Regions from separate parts of the Mus musculus genome. Here regions 1, 2, 3, 4, 5 and 6 are each linked to region 7. Evidence: chromatin contacts called from public HiChIP or PLAC-seq and Micro-C data. All regions are on one chromosome and are shown on one strand. The core of a region is the stretch at or near the end of the contact, and the rest is flanking DNA. Distances in the headings are between cores, read along the strand shown. Region 1 holds the start of Dll4 (delta like canonical Notch ligand 4). Region 2 holds the start of Spint1 (serine protease inhibitor, Kunitz type 1). Region 3 holds the start of Chac1 (ChaC, cation transport regulator 1). Region 4 holds the start of Pla2g4e (phospholipase A2, group IVE). Region 5 holds the start of Jmjd7 (jumonji domain containing 7). Region 6 overlaps Sptbn5 (spectrin beta, non-erythrocytic 5). Region 7 holds the start of Itpka (inositol 1,4,5-trisphosphate 3-kinase A).

Evidence for each region. A called contact is a pair of places that touch in the nucleus more often than the background predicts. HiChIP or PLAC-seq counts read pairs in DNA pulled down with a chosen protein or histone mark.
Region 1: a contact with region 7 is called in a Micro-C map of embryonic stem cells, with 2.4 times the contacts expected there. The contact joins the promoter of Dll4 here to the promoter of Itpka in region 7. A contact is called at or near these places in 6 of 39 promoter capture datasets (the 3T3-L1 cell line, cranial neural crest, embryonic stem cells and 2 more), 5 of 484 Hi-C or Micro-C datasets (embryonic stem cells and stem cell-derived neural progenitor cells) and 2 of 115 datasets of contacts at active chromatin or transcription factors (embryonic stem cells and memory CD8 T cells).
Region 2: a contact with region 7 is called in an HNF4G HiChIP or PLAC-seq map of pancreatic cancer cells. The contact joins the promoter of Spint1 here to the promoter of Itpka in region 7. A contact is called at or near these places in 1 of 39 promoter capture datasets (liver), 1 of 484 Hi-C or Micro-C datasets (embryonic stem cells) and 2 of 115 datasets of contacts at active chromatin or transcription factors (embryonic stem cells and pancreatic cancer cells).
Region 3: a contact with region 7 is called in a Micro-C map of embryonic stem cells, with 2.5 times the contacts expected there. The contact joins the promoter of Chac1 here to the promoter of Itpka in region 7. A contact is called at or near these places in 2 of 39 promoter capture datasets (the 3T3-L1 cell line and embryonic stem cells), 1 of 484 Hi-C or Micro-C datasets (embryonic stem cells) and 1 of 115 datasets of contacts at active chromatin or transcription factors (bone marrow-derived macrophages).
Region 4: a Micro-C map of embryonic stem cells shows a contact between it and region 7, with 4 times the contacts expected there. The contact joins the promoter of Pla2g4e here to the promoter of Itpka in region 7. A contact is called at or near these places in 1 of 39 promoter capture datasets (liver) and 1 of 484 Hi-C or Micro-C datasets (embryonic stem cells).
Region 5: a contact with region 7 is called in an HNF4G HiChIP or PLAC-seq map of pancreatic cancer cells. The contact joins the promoter of Jmjd7 here to the promoter of Itpka in region 7. A contact is called at or near these places in 6 of 39 promoter capture datasets (embryonic stem cells, hippocampal neurons, neural stem cells and 1 more), 5 of 484 Hi-C or Micro-C datasets (CD4 T cells, embryonic stem cells and muscle stem cells), 11 of 115 datasets of contacts at active chromatin or transcription factors (embryonic forebrain, embryonic hindbrain, embryonic stem cells and 3 more) and 3 of 9 other capture datasets (adipose tissue, embryonic stem cells and liver).
Region 6: an H3K4me3 HiChIP or PLAC-seq map of embryonic stem cells shows a contact between it and region 7, with 2.9 times the contacts expected there. The contact joins the enhancer-like site here to the promoter of Itpka in region 7. A contact is called at or near these places in 2 of 39 promoter capture datasets (embryonic stem cells and neural stem cells), 5 of 115 datasets of contacts at active chromatin or transcription factors (embryonic stem cells, pancreatic cancer cells and stem cell-derived neural progenitor cells) and 3 of 9 other capture datasets (adipose tissue, embryonic stem cells and liver).

The regions. Positions count from the first base shown.
Region 1 is chr2:119,323,986-119,327,090 of GRCm38.p6, forward strand. It overlaps Dll4 (delta like canonical Notch ligand 4), which reads left to right and starts at 1,799. Exons shown (of 11, transcript NM_019454.3): 1 at 1,799-2,221; 2 at 2,330-2,602; 3 at 3,078-3,105. The coding sequence starts at 2,156. Gm14207 (predicted gene 14207) reads right to left here and starts at 2,212. Exons shown (of 4, transcript NR_030683.1): 1 at 1,996-2,212; 2 at 1,183-1,344; 3 at 860-991.
Region 2 is chr2:119,235,515-119,238,657 of GRCm38.p6, forward strand. Spint1 (serine protease inhibitor, Kunitz type 1) reads left to right here and starts at 1,846. Exons shown (of 11, transcript NM_016907.3): 1 at 1,846-1,958; 2 at 2,187-2,729. The coding sequence starts at 2,273.
Region 3 is chr2:119,349,701-119,352,992 of GRCm38.p6, forward strand. Chac1 (ChaC, cation transport regulator 1) reads left to right here and starts at 1,542. Exons shown (of 3, transcript NM_026929.4): 1 at 1,542-1,936; 2 at 2,657-2,692. The coding sequence starts at 1,703.
Region 4 is chr2:120,243,888-120,247,393 of GRCm38.p6, forward strand. Pla2g4e (phospholipase A2, group IVE) reads right to left here and starts at 1,448. Exons shown (of 20, transcript NM_177845.4): 1 at 799-1,448. The coding sequence starts at 1,020.
Region 5 is chr2:120,025,981-120,029,528 of GRCm38.p6, forward strand. It overlaps Jmjd7 (jumonji domain containing 7), which reads left to right and starts at 1,503. Exons shown (of 8, transcript NM_001114637.1): 1 at 1,503-1,596. The coding sequence starts at 1,533. It overlaps Mapkbp1 (mitogen-activated protein kinase binding protein 1), which reads left to right. Exons shown (of 30, transcript NM_011941.3): 30 at 1-1,423. It overlaps Gm28042 (predicted gene, 28042), which reads left to right and starts at 1,503. Exons shown (of 27, transcript NR_104353.1): 1 at 1,503-1,596.
Region 6 is chr2:120,043,105-120,046,249 of GRCm38.p6, forward strand. It overlaps Sptbn5 (spectrin beta, non-erythrocytic 5), which reads right to left. Exons shown (of 67, transcript NM_001370938.1): 63 at 3,064-3,145; 64 at 2,498-2,563; 65 at 2,080-2,181; 66 at 1,893-1,975. Among named protein-coding and RNA genes, the nearest start is that of Gm52559, 5.9 kb to the right of the region's middle. Within about 2 kb of position 1,422, at least 59 of the 459 cell types and tissues checked have an H3K27ac peak or open chromatin away from gene starts, as enhancers often do. A contact at or near this core is called in embryonic stem cells and pancreatic cancer cells, where this site is marked.
Region 7 is chr2:119,740,745-119,743,931 of GRCm38.p6, forward strand. It overlaps Itpka (inositol 1,4,5-trisphosphate 3-kinase A), which reads left to right and starts at 1,593. Exons shown (of 7, transcript NM_146125.2): 1 at 1,593-2,117. The coding sequence starts at 1,635. It overlaps Gm25857 (a small nucleolar RNA gene), which reads right to left and starts at 212; the gene lies at 84-212.

The DNA of each region.
Region 1 (3,105 bases), core at 549-3,048, 420 kb before region 7:
AAGAGGATGCAGACAGAGAGGATTTGGAAGTCCACTTGCCAGGACCGCCGGGAGGTACGCCCCGAGCTCCCCGTCCCTCGGGCCTGGGACTCGGCTTGCCCATAACCTACATTAACTCGCTAGTGCAGCCTGGGCCCATCTGCCGGCCCCCGCCTCACCTCGGTTCCCCACGCCAACCCGCTCGCGCCAGATGGTGGCTGGGAGGGGTGGCCGTGCGTGGGGGACCCCGGAGCCTGTCGCCTCACCTCACCCCACCCCCCACCCCACGCTCACAACCTCATGTTTCTTACCCCCCCCCAATTCTCCATCACCACCACCCAAGTCAAAATATCAGACCATGTTCGTCATTGGCAGCTGTTGGGTTCCACTTCCCCCTACCACGGCCTCCCTGGGGCTGGAGCCGCGTCCCTGCTCCCCTCAACCCCCGCCCGCACTGATCTTATCGTCCGACCATAGCCAGCAATCACCACGCGGGAGGGCTGACAGCTGAAGCCACAGGGCCCCCACCGCTCTCACTGTAGGAGAGAGAGAGAGAGAGAGAGAGAGAGAGAGAGAGAGAGAGAGAGAGAGAGAGAGAGAGAGAGAGAGAGAGAGAGAGAGAGAGAGAGAGAGAGAGAGAAATCTAGCACCCCCCAAAACTGGGAGAAGCCAGCCCTCCCCGGTCTGCAGCCTCGGGGGAGCACGACGGGTTCTGGGAAAGCAGCTGCAGGGTTTGCGCTCGGAGGCCACCCGGGAGAGGCGCGCGTGTGACATGGGTGAAACCACCCGAAACTCAAACAACTCTATGCGCCTCCAGTTCCACCCTACATCCTGCCCTATGCAGAGAGATCTAGACCTGATCAGCCTCAAGCTCTCTCACCTTGCCTCTCAAGTGGCCCAAGGAAATTCTGGAATTAAGAAAGTTTCCTCCCTACTCCAGCGGAGCTAGGGGACGCGGGTGGGGGCCAGGATGAGGATATGGAGACCAAGCGCGACCCAGGTGAGATAGGCACTGAGGGAAAAGACTAGAACCTCATTACCATACAGCTGAGGACCCCCCCCCCACTTCGAGAACCACGCCCCCCACCTCTCTTTCGAACCTCTAGTCCTGGCTCTAGCACGAGCCAGGAGGGAGTGGGGGTGGGGGACAAAGAGAGAAGGCACGCGCTGGGCACGCCCTGCTGCTTGAGGTGACACGCCTACCAGGTGCAGAGAAGACCAGAGTCCTAGACGCTTGGCCCTTTGCCTTGCTTGGAATAGCCAGGGAAAGGTTAAGGCGTCGGATGGCTTCCCTGCGGTGCTGGGGACGCGTGGAGGGTGGGCACACATAGGCTGGAGGCCAGCGAGGCAGGAGCTACCTAAAGTCTGGAAAGGAAAGGGAGATCCAAATCCCCTGGTCCTGCTTTTTGCTTTCCTAGTTTAAGCTTTCCCCACCTGCTAGAGGACTGTAGGTATCTAATGCCTGGATCAGGTGCACCGCCTACGGGGACCCCTTAGAGTTTCCACCCCCTGGACCATTCGGGAACCACCTCACCTCCCGCCGCATCACTGGGCTACCCTCCTATCCTCTGGTGGCGAGGGTCTCAGCCTTTAAGCAGACGATCTCTAAGGACTGCTCGCCGGGCACGCGCAGAGCTGGAAGCCCAGAAGTTGGAAGAGGGGCGGGGACCTGCGCCCTACTGGCTGGCTGACAGGGGGAGCGGCGGGGGCGGAGGCCCCCTCCGGTGGGTGCTGGGACTGTAGCCACTAGAGGCCTGGAGGGGAGGGGAGAGTGACCGTGAGTCTGTCTGACTGACAGGCTGCGAAGAGCAGCCAATATATATAAGAAAGGCTCTGGAGCAAGCAGGTTTCAGTAGCGGCGCTGCTCGCAGGCTAGGAACCCGAGGCCAAGAGCTGCAGCCAAAGTCACTTGGGTGCAGTGTACTCCCTCACTAGCCCGCTCGAGACCCTAGGATTTGCTCCAGGACACGTACTTAGAGCAGCCACCGCCCAGTCGCCCTCACCTGGATTACCTACCGAGGCATCGAGCAGCGGAGTTTTTGAGAAGGCGACAAGGGAGCAGCGTCCCGAGGGGAATCAGCTTTTCAGGAACTCGGCTGGCAGACGGGACTTGCGGGAGAGCGACATCCCTAACAAGCAGATTCGGAGTCCCGGAGTGGAGAGGACACCCCAAGGGATGACGCCTGCGTCCCGGAGCGCCTGTCGCTGGGCGCTACTGCTGCTGGCGGTACTGTGGCCGCAGGTAATGTCTCACGTCCTCTCCGCCCCCTCCCGCAGCGCTCCGGGCTTGCGCCCCGGCCCCGGCTGAGCCTGACCGCTCTCCTCCCTCCTTCTCTCGGTCCCTGTGCAGCAGCGCGCTGCGGGCTCCGGCATCTTCCAGCTGCGGCTGCAGGAGTTCGTCAACCAGCGCGGTATGCTGGCCAATGGGCAGTCCTGCGAACCGGGCTGCCGGACTTTCTTCCGCATCTGCCTTAAGCACTTCCAGGCAACCTTCTCCGAGGGACCCTGCACCTTTGGCAATGTCTCCACGCCGGTATTGGGCACCAACTCCTTCGTCGTCAGGGACAAGAATAGCGGCAGTGGTCGCAACCCTCTGCAGTTGCCCTTCAATTTCACCTGGCCGGTAAGCACAACTTAAATGCACCGGGAGATAACCGAAGGGAAAGAAGGGAGCGCCGGGACACCAGAGCTCCTTTCCAAAGCGCTCTCTGGAGAGCCCCAAGGGCTCTTTCTCTTCTGCCCCCGCCCCCCTGTTCTCTCATAGGATCATCCCGGAGAGGCTTTGGTTAGTCTTTCCTCCCAGTTTCTTCCCTTTCCTTCTCCCCAATTCTTGGGATACGAATTTCATTACCAAACCCCCAACGCGGCGCCGCCCGCCCACCCCCCGGCTCTCACTTACACTCCCGCATCCCTCATCCCTCCCCTGCCTTCTCAGCTCGCGCGCAGCGCTGCGCGAACACCAGTTATGTTGAGCCGAGCTCCGTAACTATATCCTGCAATTAGATTAATTAAACAGGCTGCTGCGAGGCACCCCCTCCTTTCCCTCCCTGCTGATATCGCTATCTCTAATGTCCCCCACCCCCCCTTTTGCTTCCCAGGGAACCTTCTCACTCAACATCCAAGCTT
Region 2 (3,143 bases), core at 596-3,095, 500 kb before region 7:
TGGAACATCAGAAGATCCAGAGAGGGCCTGACACCCACGTGTTTCCGCTCCCAGTGTCCGGAATGTGAGTGGCTGGAGGGTTTGCAATCAGTGAAGGCAGGTCATCCTTGGCTCCAAGATCAACACATGAGACTACTGTCGGTAAGTGATGGGGAGATGGTTTTCATAGTGGGGGGAGGTAAAATAGTATGAAAAGACGTAGAATCTTTCTTTAAGAACCTTGATTCCATTCCCAGGCCCCATGTGGAAGTTCACAATTGCCTTACTTCAGTTCTAGAAGAATTCAAGTGTCCTCTTCTGGTTTTAACAGGCACAAAGCAGACACAAAATGCATATAACATACAGGCACTCATACACAGAACACTCTTTAGAATCTTTGTTGTTGCTTTGATTTTTTGAGACTGGGTTTTTCCATGTAACCCTGGCTGTACTGGACTCTGTAGACCAGGCAGGTCTTGAACTCAGGAGATCTGCCAGCCTCCCCAAGTGCTGTACCAACACCAGCGCCATCAGCAGTGCCATCACTAGGCCAAATGTTTTATAGTCTTAAAGATATATATATATTTATGATACGTGTATGTGTGTGTATGTGTGAATAAATACCACATTTGCACAGGTGTTTGAGGAGGCCAGAAGAGGGTTTCAGACCCCTTGGAGCTAGAGTTCAAGAGGCTGTGAGCCCTGAGATGTGGATGCTGGGAATTGAACTCTGGTCCTCCACAAGAGTAGCAATTGCTCTGAACTGTTGATCCGTCTCTCCTGGGGGGCTGGGGGGCATAAATAAGACAAATCTTGCCAGATATAGTGACTCATCTCTGTAATTGCAACACTAGGAAATGATGCAGAACCAGAGATGCTTTTCAAGGCCTTGTCTCAGAAATAAGTTAATTTGAAAGAAAACAGGAGTGTAGATGTCCTGTAGACATCTGGGATGTGAAGAAAGGACTGCGTGTTTTTCATTTAGGAAAAGCAATGAGCTTGGTATGAAGGTGTTCCCTGTTGCGTGGGAGATTAACTGAACCCTTCAGAGAGCTGGAGCCTCCAGGTGTCCAAACAGGGAATTTATGTGGAAGAGAGTGGTCAACTACTCACTGGGAGTTCCCCTTGGGATGGGAGAGTAAACCTGAGATTCAGGGAAGGGGACAATTTACCAACAAAAGATGAAGAGTTCAAAAGGAAATGTTTACAAGAATGAGGGAGAGGCGCAAACAAAAGGGAATGCACTCCTGTGGGTGAAACAGGGAAGCCAGGATACCAGGAATCACCTGTTGGTCCACTCTCGCAGAAGGAAGGGCTGTCCTGAGCTGCATCAGTGAAGCACGAATCCCAGGATCTGGTTTACACAAACGCAGCCTATCCAACTTTGGGGTTCTCTTCTTACTGGAAAACTGGAAATGATGTCCCAAGGGCAGGCCACAGACAGCGAAATCGTTTGCATAAGCTTTCCCCGACATTTCTCCTCCAACTCCTTCCCAAACGCCCCCAGCCAAGGGTAGGGAATGCCGGCTCTAACCGGAAAGGAAGGCCGGAGGCAACCGCACCTGCGCCACCTTGCAGGGGTGTCGCGGCCCAATGTGGGCTTAGGGACGCACTTCTGGTGTTCAGGGACCCAACGAGTGGCTGGACTCCGTGGAGCCAGGGTAGAGCCGCCTCCAGGGCACGCGGGCCTCACCCACGCCGCTGGGCGTTCGGAAACCACGGGCGCTGCGGCTGGGTCTGGGGTGGCTGAGCCGCCCGGCGGGTCCAGCCGGAAGTTCTGCTGGGCAGGACCGGTGGGAGTACAACCGGCGTGGGCGGGGCCGGCGGCGCAGGGGTTAATGCCAGTCCCGCCCCGCGCTCTGACTCAGTTTCACCAGAAACTAGAAAGGCCGGGAGGAGGCAGCCAATCTTCCGTGCAGCCAGAGCCGGGCGGAAGCCGGGCGGGATCGTCGGCGGTCCCACCCCGTTCACCTGCGCAGGTAGCTGGGGCGGACGGTAGGCGGACGCCCAGCGGGCTCCGGGCATGTTTGGCGGACGTCCGCTCTGTGTTGGGGTACGCGAGCTCCTGAGCGGTGCTCTGCCGGACGTCGGCGGTCCGGTCCGAGTGTGCGTGGGCGGATCGTCCTGCGTGCGCCTCCTTGTTCCCAGTGCCCCGCGCCCCTACCCGAGCTGATCAGGTGTGTCTCCTCTGCCTCCTCCCATCTCAGGTCACAAGCACCCTCGGAACCCGGAGGCTCGCACTGTGAAGGTGACCCCCGCCTCGGGGAGGAGGGCGACGGCCCCTGGGAGCACGATGGCGGGCCGCCGCCTGGCGCGGGCCAGCATCTCTGCGGTCGGCGTATGGCTCCTTTGCGCGCTTGGCCTCCAGGCCACCGAGGCCGAGCTGCCGTCCGCACCCGCTGAGCTTCCCGGGGGAGCCGCCTGCTTGAGCCGCTTTACCAGCGGGGTGCCGTCCTTTGTGCTGGACACCGAAGCCTCAGTCAGCAACGGGGCCACCTTCCTGGGTTCCCCGACGGCGCGCCGCGGCTGGGACTGCGTGCGCTCCTGCTGCACCACTCAGAACTGCAACCTGGCGCTGGTGGAGCTGCAGCCAGACGGCGGCGAGGACGCCATCTCTGCCTGCTTCCTCATGAACTGCCTGTACGAGCAGAACTTCGTGTGCAAGTTCGCTCCGAAGGAGGGCTTCATCAACTATCTTACTCAGGAGCTTTACCGCTCCTACCGCGAGCTGCGGACTCGAGGCTTTGGAGGTGAGGAAAGTTGCTGGCCAGAAGGGCTAGGCAGGTTAGGGAGGCTTGGCGAAGACAACAAAAAGGAGTTAGGGAGGAGAGCCCTTCCATCGACTCCCTTTGAAGTAGGCAGTATTTTGTAAACAAAGGGGATGGGAGATTGGGGAAGGATGGCATCTCAGGGCTCAGGTTCTGGCTCCTGAAGGGTGTTCAGAGTTGGGGGTTGAAGGCCTAGCCCAGGATGTGCCTATGAGAGAAGTGAAGTGACTTTCTAGGTTTCGCTACCTCTGTCTCTGATAGGCTAAGTCAGGGAACGTTGATGCGCCCAAGTGACTACTAGAAAGGCATCCTGGCCAAGTGTTGTCCTGGGCCGTTTGAGGCCTTGACAAAATGAGCCTGACCATGGTCTCCTCCGGTGGCTGCATAAGGTACAGG
Region 3 (3,292 bases), core at 292-2,791, 390 kb before region 7:
GAGAGAGAGAGAGAGAGAGAGAGAGGCAATTGTGTAGACACTTTTGGGATGGATCTCTTTTGGGATGGATCTACCCTGTGCATACAATTTTGAGTTAAATAAGGAGACTCACTGAGTTTCCACTTCCAGGGAGCTCACTCTTGTTTGTTCACCCTAGTGAAAGGCCTTCTGCTCTTTGTTTCCCTTTCCCAATGAGAGATGCCCAGAGAGGCTGCCTCTTGCTGCTGCCTAGGAAGCAAAACTCGACCTCTCCTCCATCCTGCAGTTTGGGGTGGCACTGGCTCCACCAGAGAGGGTGAGCTCTTGGGGAGACAGATCCTGAGACCTGCCAATGGTGACTGTTTTTTTTTTTTTTTCCCCTCTATTTTTTGAGACAGGGTTTCTCTGTGCAGCCCTGGCTGTCCTGGAACTCACTCTATAGACCAGGCTGGCCTGGAATTCAGAAATCCACCTACCTGCCTCTGCCTCCCAAGTGCTGGGATTAAAGGAGTGTGACACCACTACCTAGCCCAATGGTGACTCTTGCAGGGTTCAGGCAGAGAGGAACTTCCAAGGAGATGGCTGGTGCCTGGTTGCCCACGTCAGTGCCAGGGCCCATACCCACTGCCTGGCAAGAAGCTATGGGAAAAGGCTGCAGGTGCCCTTAGTCCTCTGTGCTGTCCTTAACCAACGTTTCTCCAAACTTTGGTACCTATGTAAATTGCCCACTGCTGCAAGATCTCAAGCTAGAGAGAATGAAACCCGTACCCATGGGGTGAAAGTGGCCTGGCATTCTTCTCTTTGTAGCTTTGTACCACAGGTACTAACAGTCATCCTCAATGTGACTACTCTGCCCAAGGCTGTCTAGTTTTGACTTTTCTTCTAACCCGCCTGAACTCAGGGGTCTCACATTTGGCCCGGGTGTAGCCGTCACGTGAGGCCTGCATGCTTGTGCCAACCAGTCTGACTCAACTACAGCCTTTGCAAAACCCCTTACCACCCCGTGACTCAGTTTCTCCAGCTGTTCACGTGGGCAACAGTATGAGGCACCAGAGTGGAATGCGGAGGGTGTCCAAAACAGCTTCTCTGCAGTGCGTGCTTTTAGGCGGGGCCCCAAAGGCAAGAATTCGTGCCGCCCAAAGTATTCCTACTGGTCGTGCCCTGCACTGGCCACTGCTTTGGGCGGCAATGATTCTGCCAGGTGCACCGGCTGGACTGCAGGGATGACACCGTTTAGACCACTGAGAGGGCCTTCCCGGGAGACGGCGGGTGCCCGCGCCCATTCTAAGGCCCGTTCCCGGTGCCAGCAGCCTGACGCAATCTGACTCGCCCTTGCTGCATGCCAGTTCTGGGGAAACCTTCCCTGCCGTTGCATCACTCCTGCCAGGTCTGCCACGGGAGGAGGAGCCGAACCAATCAGCACGCGCGTTGGCCCTGGGGCGGGCTGCTCTGGTACCCACTCGGAGGGCGGCGCGGTTAACCGAGAAGCAAAATCTAAAGGTGATTGGCCAGAAAGAGATTTGCCCCGCCCCAATCATAGGGACAGCTGGAGGCAGTCTGAGGGCCTTCCTGGCCGGAGGGTTTAAAGAGCGCCTCTGGAGGGACCACTCAGCTGGAACGACCGATCGGTGCCAGGCCAGGTGTACGCGTCCGTCGGTCCTTCCGTGCCCGTGCCGGAGACCAGTCTCGGAGGCCACCCGGGTCCGTCCCTGCGCCCGGCACCATGAAGCAGGAGTCCGCATCCCAGAGCACTCCGCCTCCTTCACTGTCCCCTGCACCATCATCCGCGCAGCCTTCCTGGGGGGATGGCGACCCCCAAGCCCTGTGGATTTTCGGGTACGGCTCCCTAGTGTGGAAGCCGGACTTTGCCTATAGTGACAGCCGTGTGGGCTTCGTTCGTGGCTATAGCCGACGGTTCTGGCAGGGAGACACCTTCCATAGGGGCAGCGACAAGATGGTGAGCATCCTTCTGTGCCCAGAGGAGTGGAGTGGGGTTGGCAGGAGAGTGGGCACTCGTATCCTGGAGTGGCAGGGACCCTGGGCTAACTAAGAGAAAATTGTAAACCTGGTTTGTGGTTTAAATTTGTGTGCCTGGAAATCAGGTTGGTGATTGCACCTGTGGATTCTTGTGCTGGTTACTAATCTGGGCCGCTCGTTGTTTGTCTCTTCCACATCTGCCCATCACTCCATGTCACTCGATGAAAGGTCCTCTCCCAGGCTTGGGGCTTAGGCTGGCACTCTTTCCTCCTCTTCCTTCTCTTCCTCTTCTTCCTTTCCCTCTTCCTCCTCTTCCTCTTCTCTTCCTCTCCCTCTTCCTCCTTGTTCTTCTCTTCCTCTTCCTCCTCCTCCTCCTTTTCCTCCTCCTCTTCTCCCCCCTCTTTTTCCCCCTCCTCCATCTTACCTATTTCTTGCTATGTGGCCTCAAACTTGTGACAAATCTCTCTCTCTGGTGCTGAAGTGCTGGAACTACAGGTTCAAGTCACAACAGGACTAAAGGTGTGTGTGTGTGTGTGTGTGTGTGTGTGTGTGTGTGTGTGTGTGTGTGTGTTGCTGGAGATTGAATCTAAGGTCTTGTGCATGACAGGCAAGCCCCCCATGTCAATAAGGTTCATTCATAGTCCTTTCGGAAGTGCTAATATCTAATTTGTCTTTTTCAAAACCTTTCTTCCCTGTCTAGCCTGGCCGAGTGGTGACCCTCCTTGAAGACCGTGAGGTAAGTGTGCAGTCAAGAAGAGAATCCTGGGGTCTGATGTATCAGGGTGCAGAGGGTCAGAGCTCTTGTGTGGGGAGAGTGGAAGTGTAGCTAGCTTACTCCATGCTTCTTGGAGAATCACTTGAGGGAGGGTCTTATTAAGATGGATTTCTGTGAGTTCAGAGTTATTCTTGGTTACATAATGAATCCTGGGTCAGACACCCTGTACTATATGAGACGTCTCAAAATAAACAAAACTCAAGGGAAATAGGGTGAAGGGTATTGCTTCTGGGTGGCTCAGCAGCCAGTCAAACACGTTAGTTTTTTTTTAAAGCTTCATGGAGAAATGGCTCAGGAGTCAGAAGCACCTTCTGCTTCTCCAAAGGGCCTGGATTTGATACCCAGCACCCACACAGTAACTCACAATCTGTAGCTCCAGTTCCAGGGAATCAGACTCTTCTGACTGACCACCAAGATCACAGGTCGCCAGGCACACACGTCCATACACATAAAACTTCAAAATTACATCTATTTGTACATGCACGCATGTGCACACGCTGTAGGTCAGATGTGGAAGCAAGACGACAAGATGGAAGTCGATTCTTTCCTCCGACCATTCAT
Region 4 (3,506 bases), core at 198-2,697, 500 kb after region 7:
CAATTTTAGAGGCTTAGTCTATTTTTAGCATGGTGGGAGCTTGGTGGCAGATTTGGCAGGCATGGTGATGGAGACTTAGTTGGGAGTTATATCCTGATCCGTAGGTGGGGGTGGGGCAGGGGGCTGAGGTGGGTTGGGAAGGGAGGACTACTGGGCCTGGCAGGGGCTTTGAAACCTCAAAGCCCACCCCCAATGACACATTTCCTCCAACAAAGCAACAGTACTAGTCCTACTTCTACCAAAGCGGTCCACTCCCAGGTGACTAAATATTCAAATGTATGAGCCAATGGGGGCCATTCATATTCAAAACCACCTGTGTGATCTTGAATAGATTCCTTAACAAGGCTGAAGGCTCTGGCGTAACTCCAGCTCCAGGGGATCTGACTCCCTCTTCTGCCCTTGTAGATAACTGTACACATGTGACATACACAAACATAGTCACACACATACATATACAAAGCTTTTTTAAAATCTTTAAAAAAAATAGATGTCTAATATCTCCAAGCTTTATCATCTCACTAAGTGCATACATGAATCCTTGCCTAACAGAGTATTGGATACATAGCAGGATACACTCGTTCAAGGGTTACGACTTCTGTTAGCTGGTTTTCTGAACACAAAGAGGTAAAGACAGGTAGGTTGATGGGGTTGGAGAGGGATCACCTCCAGAAAAAGAAAAAAATTAACAAAATCTGAGCTTTAAACTGCAAGAACACATGTGATCTTATTCAGAGTCAGGAGAGGGGCGGGATCAAGTTTAAGGGGACAGGAGCCTTTCCCCTCAGAAAAAAGACATACCTGAGAACTGCAAGAAGCCATGGAAAGTAAAGGTGAGGAGGGCACAGCAGTCTGTGGGTCCTGTGCATCTTCAAATCCACTGCAGTTTCTTCCTAGCTTGCTGTCTTCTTCCCCTTGTGGGTTCTTTGGGACAAGCATGCTGGTCCCCAGGCCATGGTGGCCTTCTGAGGCGTGGGTCATCCCAGCCACGTCTGCTTCATCGGAGTGTGGAATAGACTGCATAGAGCTGGAGCCGATTTTATCCTCAGGGAAGTTCAGGAGAGGTTTGGGAGAAAGGAAAGGTGTCAGCAGGTTCCTCCAGGAGAAATGTCAGATAAATTTTTAAGGAGGGAGGGAGGGAAAGAGGTCACAGCTTCGCTAAGGGAGCGCCGGAAACATTTCGAGCAACCTGGTTGGCAAGAGTAAAAGAAAGGTTCCGTGGTGTGCAGAGGGTCAGCACGCAACAAGGACTGCGCCGCCGCCGCCGCCCCGCACTACGTAGTGCTAGACGAGGAGAGACCGGCTTTGCAGAGCTGCGATTCAGGCTCGGGGCTGTCTCCAGCTCTGCACTGCAAGAGCTATTTTTAAGCGTGAAACTCAATATATCCCAGAGAAGGGGGGCGGGGGCTGGCGATATGCCTGAGGCTAGCAGGATCTAAAGGAGACTCGCATTCTCATCCCGTAAAGCCATTGCTCAATTGTTGCTCCTCATCCCGCATCTCTGTTTTGAGCTATGAAAACAAATACCCACCTCTAGGCTCTCAGCTGATGGTGGAGACTGGTCATTAACCTTGCCTCTCATTTCGTCTGGCTTGATAAATGATATGATGAAGTTGAAAGAGAATGCACCATGGTATTATGTTTAAAATCACAAAAACAAAAGCAAGCCAGGTCCTCTAGAAGAGCAGCATGCGCTCCTGACCGCAGAAGCTGAGCTGCCTCTCCAGCGCCATCTTGCAGTGCGCTAACACAACACGCTTGCTTAGTTTTTTCTCTTTTTCCTTTCCCCCAAATTTTTTATATATTATACATCCCAATCACAGTCCCATTCCCTCCTCACCTCCCAGTCCCGCCCTTACAAAACCCTTCTCCCATTATCCTCTCCCCTTCTCCTCAGAGGCGGGAGAAGACACACCCCCTTCTTGGGTACCAACTACTCTGGATCATCTAGTCCCAGCAGGACTAAGCACCTCCTCTCCCGCTGAGACCCAACCAAGAAGTCCAGGTATGGGAAGGGACTCTAATGGCAGACAACAGAGTCAGAGACAGCACCCCCTCCAATTGTTAGGGGACCCACATGAAGACCAAGCTGCACATTTGCTACAGGGCATGCTCTTTGGATAATGGTTCATTCAGTCTTTGAGCTCCCATAGGTCCGGTTAGTTGATTCTGTGGGTCTTCTTGTGGTGTTCTTACCCCTCTGGCTTGATCAATTCTATCCCCCACTTTTCTTTTCTTTTTTCTTTTTTAATATTTATTATATTTATTAAAGTACACTGTAGCCGTCTTCAGACACACCAGAAGAGGGCATCAGATCTCTTTTACAGATGGTTGTGAGCCACCATGTGGTTGCTGGGAATTGAACTCAGGACCTCTGGAAGAGCAATCAGTGCTCTTAACTGCTGAGCCATCTCTCCAGCCTCTATCTCCCACTTTTCCACAGGACTCCCCAAACTCTGCCTGATGTTTGGCTGTGGGTCTCTATTTCCCTTTACTGCTGGATGAAGCCTCTCAGGAGACAGTTATGCTAGGCTCCTGTCTGCAAGCAGAGCAGAGCATCATTAACAGTGTCAGGGGTTGGCTCTCTCACATGGCATGGGTTTCAAGTTGGGCAGCCATTGGTTGGCCGTTCTCAGTCTCTGCGCCATCTTCATCTCTGTGCATTTTATAGGAAGGACAAATTTTGGGGTGAAGGTTTTGTGGGTGGGTTGATGTCCCCCTCCCTCCACTGGAAGTCCCACCTGGCTACTGGAAGAGCTGGTAGGTAGAGATCTCAGCTAAGGCTACCCCCATAGACTCCCTGTAGCCTCCTCCCAACCCAGGTCTCCAGCTTGTCCCAGAGATGCTCCCCCCACTGATTTCCATTCTCACTCCCAGCCCCCTCCCTCCCCTTCCCACACCTGATCATCACCATCCCTGTTCCTTTCTTCACCTCCTCTCCCACCCAGTCCCGCACTCCATCCACCTCTGATGACTATTTTGTTTCCCTCTGAGTGAGATTCTCACATCCTCCCCTGAGTCCTCCTTATTACCCAGTTTCTTTGGGTCTGTGGATTGTAGCATAGTTATCTTGCTCTTTATGGTTACTGTCCACTTATAATTAAGAACACACCACACGCCTCTTTCTGGGTCTCAGAACCTCACTCAGGGTGATATTCTCAAGTTCGATCCAGTTGCACAGCAGGCACCTTACTTTCTGAGCCATCTCCCCAGCCTCAGAAGTAAAGATTTCTTTTGGTTAATATTTCGGGGGCTTCATGAAGACAAAGGGGAGCTTATGTACCTCTATGCTGAGTTCTCTGTCCTGGGGAACCTTCTGTTCCTCAATACCCTGCCCCCCCCAATTCCCGCACTCAAGTAAGACCTAGAATGATGGTGGGAGCATGGGCCCAGGCAGCTGAGCAGTTAGAGTCTGGCCATGGGTCTGATCTGGTGTCAGTGCGTGCATGTGTGTGTGCGTGCGTGCGTGCGTGCGTGTGTGCGTGCGTGTGATGATGCAGGTGTGTAGA
Region 5 (3,548 bases), core at 253-2,752, 290 kb after region 7:
CCCTTTTCCCCCTTGTGGAGCTAGTTGTGGGATTTTTGCTGCAGGACAGTGAAACCCCTCTGCTGGGCAGACAGCAAAGCCTGGCCTACTTTCCTCAGCCCCTTAGGCTTCCTTGTTCTCTATCCCTGGTCCCCAGCAGACTGTTGAATCCCTGGGGACCACTTTCTCCCTACATCCTGGGCAATGCGCAATCAGAAACCTGTATTGGGAGTACCCTTATGGTTTACAGGGCACTGGCCCACCTTCCTAGAACCTTGGCCACACACACACACACACACACACACACACACACACACACACACACACACACACACACACACACACACACACACAAATCATATGCACAGTTGAGTGCTCATTTTAGAACACTTGCCTGGCTGGTATGCACCTGGTTTCCTCACATTTTTGCCTCAGCGTCACTAGCCTGGATTAATTGGAATTCTGATCCAGAAACACAAAAAGGGATGGGTACACTAAACACAAAAAGGGATGGATACACTAGACTGAAATTCTGGAGTTGTGGTGTCCACAGCCAGGCTGACCGGAGATGGCCTATGGGTCACCTGGCTCATGGAGGAGGCTCTTTTCAAAGGCAGTATTGAGTGCCCAGAAATACTGGACACTGGAGATTGTGGAATGAAGGCACTGGGCAAGAGACCACTGGAAAAGTAATAGCCGGACAGGTAGGTGGCAGAGGTAGGGATAGAGTTAAGGTAACGGTTAGAGAGTAGCAAAAAGAGAGAGAAGCTGTATGTTGGAAGAAGTGGTGAGGTGGTTGCAGAATTGGAGTGAGTATGTCTTTGGGCCTGGGCCCTCCTTTCCTCTGCATCAGGGAAGGCAGAGTAGTGACATTTCACCAGGTTTAGATAACACAAACCTGTCGAAACCTCAACGCCACTTCCCAGCTCTGAATGCAGAGGCTAGCAGGAAACTAGGTTTAATGGGTGCTTAGCTTTGTTGGTTCAACCTGAGTGTTGAGTATACCCAAACCATGTGAATACCCAAACCATGTGTTCCCATTTTTCTACCACACGCATAGTCAAACTCCTAGCCCAAAGAACCGAAGCCACTTGAGGTGGGCCCCTTGGCAGTGTGGGGGTTAGAAGTCGGCCCACTGCCCTGACCTCCACCAGGTTTTAGAGGTCTTTATGCCAGCCTGCCCTTCTAGAGAAAGCGCCACTACCCTGCATGGGTGGGGTCTTGTGGCCTGTGGCACTTTGTCCTCTTCTGCATGTCTGAGGCCACTGGCAATTGCTGCCCATGTCCAGATTTGTCCTATCCCAGTTTTGAAAGCCCCTTATTTATAACTTTTATACTGTGGCGCCTGTCTCCTCCCCGGCTGTACGGGGTGGGACTGTTTTAACGTTTCGTTTGTACGGATGTATGAAATTGTCAATAAACACAATCATTTGTTAACCTGCTAGCAAATTCTGAGAAGAGCGCCGCTTGTTGCACCTCCTAGAGGGCGGAAACGGGGGCGGGGCTGCGATCCTGGAGCGGAAATAGGGGCGGGTTCTTGTCCCGCGGCCGTCATGGCGGAGGCGGCTCTGGAGGCAGTTCGGAGGGCGTTGCAAGAGTTCCCGGCGGCGGCTCGCGGTGAGTGCACTCTCACAGGCAGCAGCGACCGCGCGAGGACAGCGCGGAGGGAGCCTGGGCACCCTGGAACTCAGTGTGCATGAGTGTCCGACCGGTGGCCACACAGTTTTGTGTGTACCCTTCTTTAGCTGGCGGACGGCTCCTTAGCTCAGGATCGCACGCCTGGCTGCCTTCGTGGGGTGCAGTTGTAGTTTTCAAGACCCAGCACAGCTCTGACGGTAGTCATGGTGCCATTCTCAAAGCCAGCGGGGTGCTGAGTCCCCGTGCGCTGCCATGCTATACTTTCACCTCAAACATCTCGGATGCTGGTGGGTTCTGAGGAGAGAAGCAGGCGACTTCCCTCGTTCATTCAGACTCCAAGCTTTGAGGATTGTAGGCAGCCGCCCAGTTGATCTTGTGTGTTTCCTTTCTTCTTCCTCTGGTCCTCACTACCCCATCATTAAACAAGCTGGAGAGATGGCTAAGTGGGTAGGTAAAGCTCTTAAGCACATGATGATCTGGGGTCACATCCCCAGCACTAACAGAAAACACTGGGTGTGGTGATGGTGGACTTCTGATGGGATTCCAGAGGTGGGAGGGAAAGGCAGGAGGACCCCAGGGGCTCCCTGGCCTGCCAGCTTAGCAACTGCTGAGCTCCAGGTTCAGTGACTTTGACTCAGAAAATAAAGTGGAGAATGGTATACACCTAATGTCAACGGCCTCCACACATGCATACACAGGCACACACCACACATGCGCACACCCACACACAGAGGGAGAGCAATTGATCAAGCACAATTTTGTCAATTTACCGGCTGTGTCACACACAGGTGGTTAGAGCAGTATTCTCAACCTATGAGGTCGAGACCCCAGAGCAGTCGCATGTCAGATATCCTGAACATCAGACATTTATCTTGTGACTCATAACTAGTAAAATCACAGTTATGAAGTAGCAACGAAATGATGTTACAGCCTAGGGTCACCACAACATGAGGAACTGTCTTAAAGGGTAGAGCATTAGGAAGCACTGCCCTGGAGGACGGTTGATGGGTCAGCTAAACCCTCAGAGCGGGTGTGCCTGCTATATCCAGGAAGCAGTGTGGACTGAGCTTGGAGCAGACTTTGTGTTTATGTTTATTTTTGTCAGTCAAATTCTTAACAGAATTGCTGGGTCAAAGGAATTGTTTGAAGTTCATTTTGAAGCTTTAGGGGAGAAAAACACCCACCCTCTAAAGGAAATGGTGAGCAAATAAAACCAGCATAATTATAGAAAACCCAAAGGCTGGAAAAGGGCAGGTTCAGGTCAGGTGATGGTGGCCCAGCACTCAGGAGTCAGAGGCAGGAGGATCTCTGTGGTTCCAGGCCAGCCTGGTCTGCAGAGTGAGTTCCAGGACAGCCAGGGCTACACAGAGAAACCCTGTCTCGAAAAACCAAAAAAAAAGAAACATGAAAAAAATACACAGGGTCAGGTAATGATAAATCTGTGGAGAAAAACTCGGCAAGGAGATAAAGATTGTTCCTAACAAGTGACAGTTTAAAAAGGGATGGTCAGGAAAAGAAGCCTGACATTGGACCCAGAGCACCAGAGGGAAAGCAAAGGTAGTTTTGAGAGACAACGGGTAGAATCAACAGGACTTAAAGACGCCCAGGCCCAGGGCCGGATTGGTATGGGGCAAAGCAACAGATACACACTCATACACACACAGGATGGCCTTGAGCTTGCTGATCTGATACTCCTGATGCCACCTTCCAGGTGATGGGTTTACAGATGTGAGCCTCCACATCAGTTTACACAGAGTCACTTAATGTCTCCATAGGTGTCACAGTGCATAAGTGTTGGCCCTAGATGGCCAAGCACGCTGCTGCTGGTCCGTGAGAGCAGAGCTCACTTCAGCCCCTACCTGTCTTCGAGTGTTGTCACTGGGCAGTTGCCTCCCTGCATAGACAGATGAGCCGTAAACTTGGTGAGATGG
Region 6 (3,145 bases), core at 172-2,671, 300 kb after region 7:
CTGTTCCTCCTCCTGTGCATCAGAATCAAGCTGGAGCACCGGAGGCTTGCAGAGGGACCACAGCTGTGGCTGTCACCATGGCCATCACCTGTTACAGCATGAGGGCCTTCAGGCACATAGCTGAGTGCCAGCCTAGATGTATATGACAGATGTATTTGACTGGACCTGGGGACTGGTGTTGGGTGTATGTGGGGGGGGGGGGAGGTATTCACATCCTCATCTAGATGCCCCAAGTACCCTACCCCAATTCTTAGAGATGCCCCAAGTACCCTACCCCAATTCTTAGAGATGCCCCAAGTACCCTACCCCAGTTCTTAGAGGGCCCAAAGCCCCTTGGCTTGGAGATAGGAAAGGCATAGCTGAGGTGGCTGAGCATGAAGCCAGGATCCACGTGAGGCTGAGCATGCCAAAGGAGAGCCTGCGTTCAGTCTGCCTAATCCCTTAGCCTTTATACTTCTTGCCATTGGCCTGCACATGCTGACACCTTGACCCTGTATCCCCCTGGAATCAGGAACAGAGACAAGACAGGATGGAGTCAGGATGGAGCTAAAGAGCAGAGGCACTGTCTCAGATGTCTCAGAGAGCAAGGAAAAGAAGTTTGAGAGTGAGGACTTGGGGAGCATCCAGGGGTGTGTGGTCACCCAGAGAGACTCTTGACTGGGGGATGGCCAGAGCAGTAATGGCATGTGGAGCTTCTGAGGGGTAGGTGTAGAAGGTGGGGAGATGGGGGGGGGGGAAGTGAGCCCCTGTGATAGCATGTTCCTGGAGTCTATGGGGGAAGAGAGCCTTGTCACCTTAGAGTGCTGGTGTGATGGCTTCCAGCTTTCTGAGGTGTGGGAGCCAGGGTCTCCCATGTGGGGGTCTCACAAGCCCACTCAACAGAGCGGGCCTTGAGTCCTGGCATCTTGGGATAAAGAGAAAAACCCATTCCACCAGTATCCCACTTGGATACAGTGTCCTTGCTCTCAGCTGGGAGCCTGACCTTGGGTTCTAGGCTGTAGAACCAGAGGGTAAGGTTCATGTTGCCCAAGACGGCTCCTTCCTAGAAGCTGTGTCCCTGGCTCAGGGACTAAGATGCATGCTGAGTCAGCCCTTGTCTGCCTTTCTACTCTGGTGCTACAGTGTGGGTGAGCGCTCAACACTTCCAAGCAGACTCCTTGAGAGCTCACTGCAGGGAGGTGGAAAAATCCAGGGTTCCTTTGGGATTCTGGAAAAAAGGTGGGAACAAGGGGAGGTGATGACAGTGAGGGAGGGAGCTAGGACCAAGGAACAGGGAGGAACCCCCCCACACACACCACTCCACAGAGAACCCAGCAGACTCGTGAGGCAGGCACAAATGGCAAAGGGTGTGTTCTGCACATTCTTTCTGCACATAGACCTGGGCGTGGCCACAGTCCAGACCAATCAAGACAGCATTTGGAGTTAACACAGCCTTTGAGTCCCAAAAGAAACAGAGCCCACACAGTCCCTGGCTAGAAGGGGTGGGGTGGAGGTAGGGAGTTGGTACAGACTCCAAAGGGGACAGGACAGGAAAATCTTTACCTCTGCTACTGATTATCTGTGTCTGGCGAGTTTTTAAGCCACTCAGAGTAGTAAGTTCATTGAGAAAAGCCGCAAGGCTCACTTTCTAGAGAGATGGGCTGTAAAAGCTCATAGCTCTGTAAGGTACAATAACACTGGGAACCTGGGCCCCAGCAGCCCCTCCTTCCTTCCCCTCCAGCCCACCTGCCATGCTACCCAAGGCTGGCTGCCAGCTTGCAGCCTGCTTTTCAGACAACACTGCAAACAGAACTCAGAGATGCTCAGCCTGCCTTCTAAGCTGACCTGTCATGCTGGACCTCTGCCTATAGCCCCAGCCAAGCTTGCTGTCGGGCCAGGCCTATAACCCTCACCTTGGGAAGAAAGTCTGCCTTCTGTCCTCCAGCCTCTCACATTCAGTCTCCTCAGGTACAAGGGGGGACACGTAAGCCAGTTCCTGGGGAGCAATGAGGTACAGGGATCACAGGGGCCCTTGGCTTTTCCCTATGGGAGCTATCTTCTATCCCCCTGAGATGCTTCTAATTGCCTGAGAGCTCTTACCCCAGTGCCACTTGGCACTTCTGCCTTCCTCATATCTGAGAATGGGCTCGAGGCTCCCCTTGCCAAGATCCCATGGCTGCTGGTTGGGAAGCTGGTTCTGGGCTGTGGGGAAGACAGGGAAAAGGGCCCCCAGGCCAGGCCTCAGACTCTTTCAGGAAAAGTACTGCTCACAGTTTTCACCGGGAAGAGGAAACAAGGGTGGGCTCAGACAGGACAACCGAGAGGTTGGAAGTTCTTGACCTGGCAACCAAAGCAGGTAGGGGTAAGCCCCTTCTCTTCCCCTTTCCTCTTCTGTGGGTAGAAACTATTGCCTTCTCTGAGACCACCCAGGAAGTTACACAGGAGTCTACCAGAAGCCACAGTGGCAGGCCTGGATGGTTGCTGAATATGGTTGCCTGCAGTTAGAGCTAGCACGCACCTGCCTCCCTTCTGTGGGGGGCTGCTGTTCCACAGATGCCTCCGTGACATGACCACCCTTTGCCTCCTGAAAATACAAGATGGGGGCCCAGATGTCAGAAGGGAGACACCCACTCCTCCTTCCTAGTGCCCCCCCAGCACTCCTGGCCCCTGGGCCTGCTCCAGAGTGTGGACCCTGGATACCTGTGCCCCTGTGACCTGGCTACATGCTCCAGGGAGATAATGGTAGTCCAACGAGGCTACCACGCTACAGTTCCTTCCTCTTAGCCAGATGTGCAGCTCACCCCTAGTGTTCAAACACGAGTCCTCCCGTCTTCTCTCCCACTCAGAGTGCTGGTCCCTTCTATGATCATGCTTCAGCTCTAAAGTAAATCATCCCTCCTCGTGCACCCACGGAACCCTGCATGGCAGGGTTGGTGGCTTTCCTAAAGGAGAAGCCTTGAGGAAGACTCCACAAGGCCTTGCTGCCCTAAGGAGCCCTAACTTGTAGATTGACCAACTGTCCCCCCCTATACCCCTCGTGCCTCTTCTCAGTATCCCCAGCCTCCCCTCCTCCAGCCCTTGAACCTCTGTCATCGTCTGAAGCTGAATGAATGTCTCCTCGTGGGCCACCAGCAGCTTTTCTAAGCCCTCGTGTCTGTAGAGCAGG
Region 7 (3,187 bases), core at 343-2,842:
GTGGTTTCCTTTCTCTTTTGCTTTCATTCCTCCCACACACCTCCTCCTCCTCCTCCTTTTTTTTTTTTTTTTTTAATTCCAAAATCTATACAGAAGCTGAGTGGCAGCTGCAGGCACTGTGATGACCTGGGCTGTCAAAGCCTCCCCATTACTCTGGCATGCAGTTGGAGATCCCATGGCTACAAGCAGCCACCGCCCCTGGAAACACCCCCCCCCAACTTCTCCCTTTATCAGTCAGTCATCTAGAGATCTTCTCTCTTTGCGAAAGGTTCTCCTCCTCCCTCTTAACTTCTGGCTGAAGAGAGAAAAGGCAAGTCTCATACTTAACCCTGGGCTTGCCCCAGCAATCCCAGGGTTGTTGTTCTAGGTGTTCCATGACAGGACCCTCAATTCTTTTAGGGGAAGGCAGACAAGTCTGGCTTCTGCTCACAGTAGCCTTGAAGTTCAGCTGAGCACCTGCAAGCAGAGGCCAGAGACCCATTCAGAGATGACAAGAAGGATTTCCAGTGTCTGAACTTCTACATCGGTGTTCTCTTTTCAGTATGCAGCCATAACTCTAGGCCGTGTGAAGTTTTTCTTCTGTTTACAGATAGGGAGATGGATAGAAGGAGTGAGCCAAGATAGGGTGGCCCGAGACACTGGCTGTCTATTACAACACTAAAAAACACTCGCATTTTTGGAGCACCAAGACTTTTTCGTTCCTTTCATGCTGGGCATGGAATCCAGTTCTAGTCGCGTACTACGCAAGTGCTCTACCGCTGAGCTACGCACTCAACACCCATCTCTAAAATTTTACTCTCAGAGCAACCCTGCAGCTCCGCGACGAAGGAGATTCAGCAGTTCAGAGAGGCGAAAGGACTCCTTTTGAAACCACAAAGCTCCAAAGGGGCAGGAGGGGGAGGAGGAGAAGAAACAGCTAGTGGGGGGCTGGAGAGGGGCGGTGGAAATGCAGGCCACCACCGGCTGTGATACTTGGAGAGAGTCAGACTCCGCCTCTTGACCTTGTTCTCTGCCCGCTGGGAAGTGGAGAGCTTCGAGGGGTGGGGGTGGGGAGCAGTCTCAGCTCGACCCTGGCCACAGACTCTAGTTGGGCACACTCCTTGAGGTGTGGCTTCCTTGGGTGGCTGACGGCCTTGAACTCCGAATTAAGGGGCCCAGGCCAGAGAAAAGCCCCAGAGACTCAAAAGACTTTGACCAGGAAGGTTGGAACACGGAAAGGAGCCCGAGGAAGCGAGTGAAAGAATGGGCACAGCTTCTTCCTGTGCAGATTAAGACCTCTGGTTCCCATTGAAGGAATCCCTCAAAAGCCGCGGGAGGGCACTGGGCTCAGGTGCGGGGCAGGTCCCTTCTGCCACCTTGAGGGCAGGTCTAGAGATAAGGCGGGGGCCGGACCTGGGACTTCCACGTTACACTCGGGACACTGCAAGCCTCCTGCAGCAGCGAGGGCCCCCGGAGGCCCGCGCTTTCTCAGAAAGTGAAAGGAGTGGGCGGGGGGCGCGGCCGGGGCGGGGCGCGGCCGGGCGGGCGTTGCCGAGGCTCCGCCCCGGGGCAGTCCCAAGCCCGGGGCGCTGAGCGTCTACAGTCCCCGCCGCGCCGCGGGCTGGTGGGCTCGGCTGCGGCTCCGGTGCCGGGAGATGACCCTGCCCGGGCGCCCGACGGGCATGGCGCGGCCACGGGGCGCGGGGCCCTGCAGCCCCGGGCTGGAGAGGGCTCCGCGCCGGAGCGTCGGGGAGCTGCGCCTGCTCTTCGAAGCGCGCTGCGCCGCAGTCGCCGCTGCAGCAGCCGCAGGGGAGCCCCGGGCCCGCGGGGCCAAGCGGCGTGGGGGACAAGTGCCCAACGGGCTCCCGCGTGCTGCCCCTGCCCCGGTGATCCCTCAGCTCACTGTGACAAGCGAGGAGGATGTGACCCCGGCCAGCCCAGGGCCGCCAGACCAGGAGGGGAACTGGCTCCCAGCTGCGGGGTCGCACCTGCAGCAGCCACGCCGCCTCTCCACCTCGTCCCTCTCCTCCACCGGCTCCTCGTCGCTGCTCGAGGACTCGGAGGACGATCTGCTGAGCGACAGTGAGAGCAGGAGCCGCGGCAACGTGCAGCTGGAAACCAGCGAGGACGTGGGGCAGGTACGGGCCGCGGGGGCGGGGCCAGCGGGGGCTGCGCGCCGGGGACTCCGCTCTCTGCTCTGCTCTGACCGGCTTGCGTTCCCCGCCGAGAGCCCAAGCGGGGGACAGGGGGCATGGGGGCGGAGAGGGAGCCCAGGACGACCTCTCGCCTTGGTTCTTTTTCGGGGGCTAGGCAGGCGATGGTAACTGAGTGCCTGGGCGTCTAAAGGAGGTTGAGGAGTACGCGACCCACGGAGCGGGAGCCGGCGGGTCGGCTGGCGTACCTGGGTAACTGTCAGGTAGGGCTGGAGAGATCAGAGCGGGGTAGCCTTGCCCCGGGAGCCCTGAGAGAAAAAGGGGCGCGTGAGCTTTTCCCTCTCCTCCCCCTCTCGGTGCCGCGGCCCCACCCCCGCCGTTGCCACGGTTTCCCTCTCTTGAGTGGGAGTGGAGCGGAGCTCCTGGCTCTGCTCCGGAGCCGCTGCCGTCTGCTCCCCGCGCGCGCACGAGGCGTGGATGCGGGAAGGGAGGGGCGCAGGGCTAGAACCGAGCGGAACCAAGATCCACCTGCTGCGTCCCCCCTCCTCGCCCTGGCCTACTGCTCCTAAGTGTCCTGGGAAAGGTAAACTGAGGCTGACAAGAGCTTGCTAGTCTCTGTATGGCAATGTGAATGTTCCCGGGCCAATTTAACCGGCAGCTATCACCAGCCAGTGTGAGGTGAAGTCATTATTCGTGGTATGGCCCTCCTTGACTGGAGGTTGAACTCAGGGCCTCAAACACAGTAGGCAAGCACAACCACCACTGAGCTACATCCTAGCCCTCTTTTCTTGACACTAAATTGCCAAGTTACAGTGAAACACAGTCTATAGCCTATTCGGGCCTTGAACCTGCGATCCTCTTGTGTCAGTAATCTCCCTTGTTTTAACCATGGCCAGATAACTAAACTAACTGCCTGTGGACTGTGCAGCGTTGCTCTAGATGCATTTTACGCAAGCGTTCCTCGAGTGGAAAGAGAGAGAGAAAAAAACCGGGAACGCCCCGCTCTGCCCTGAAGGCCGCGTCCTGGCGACTTCGAGAGTAAGACGCGCGCCCAG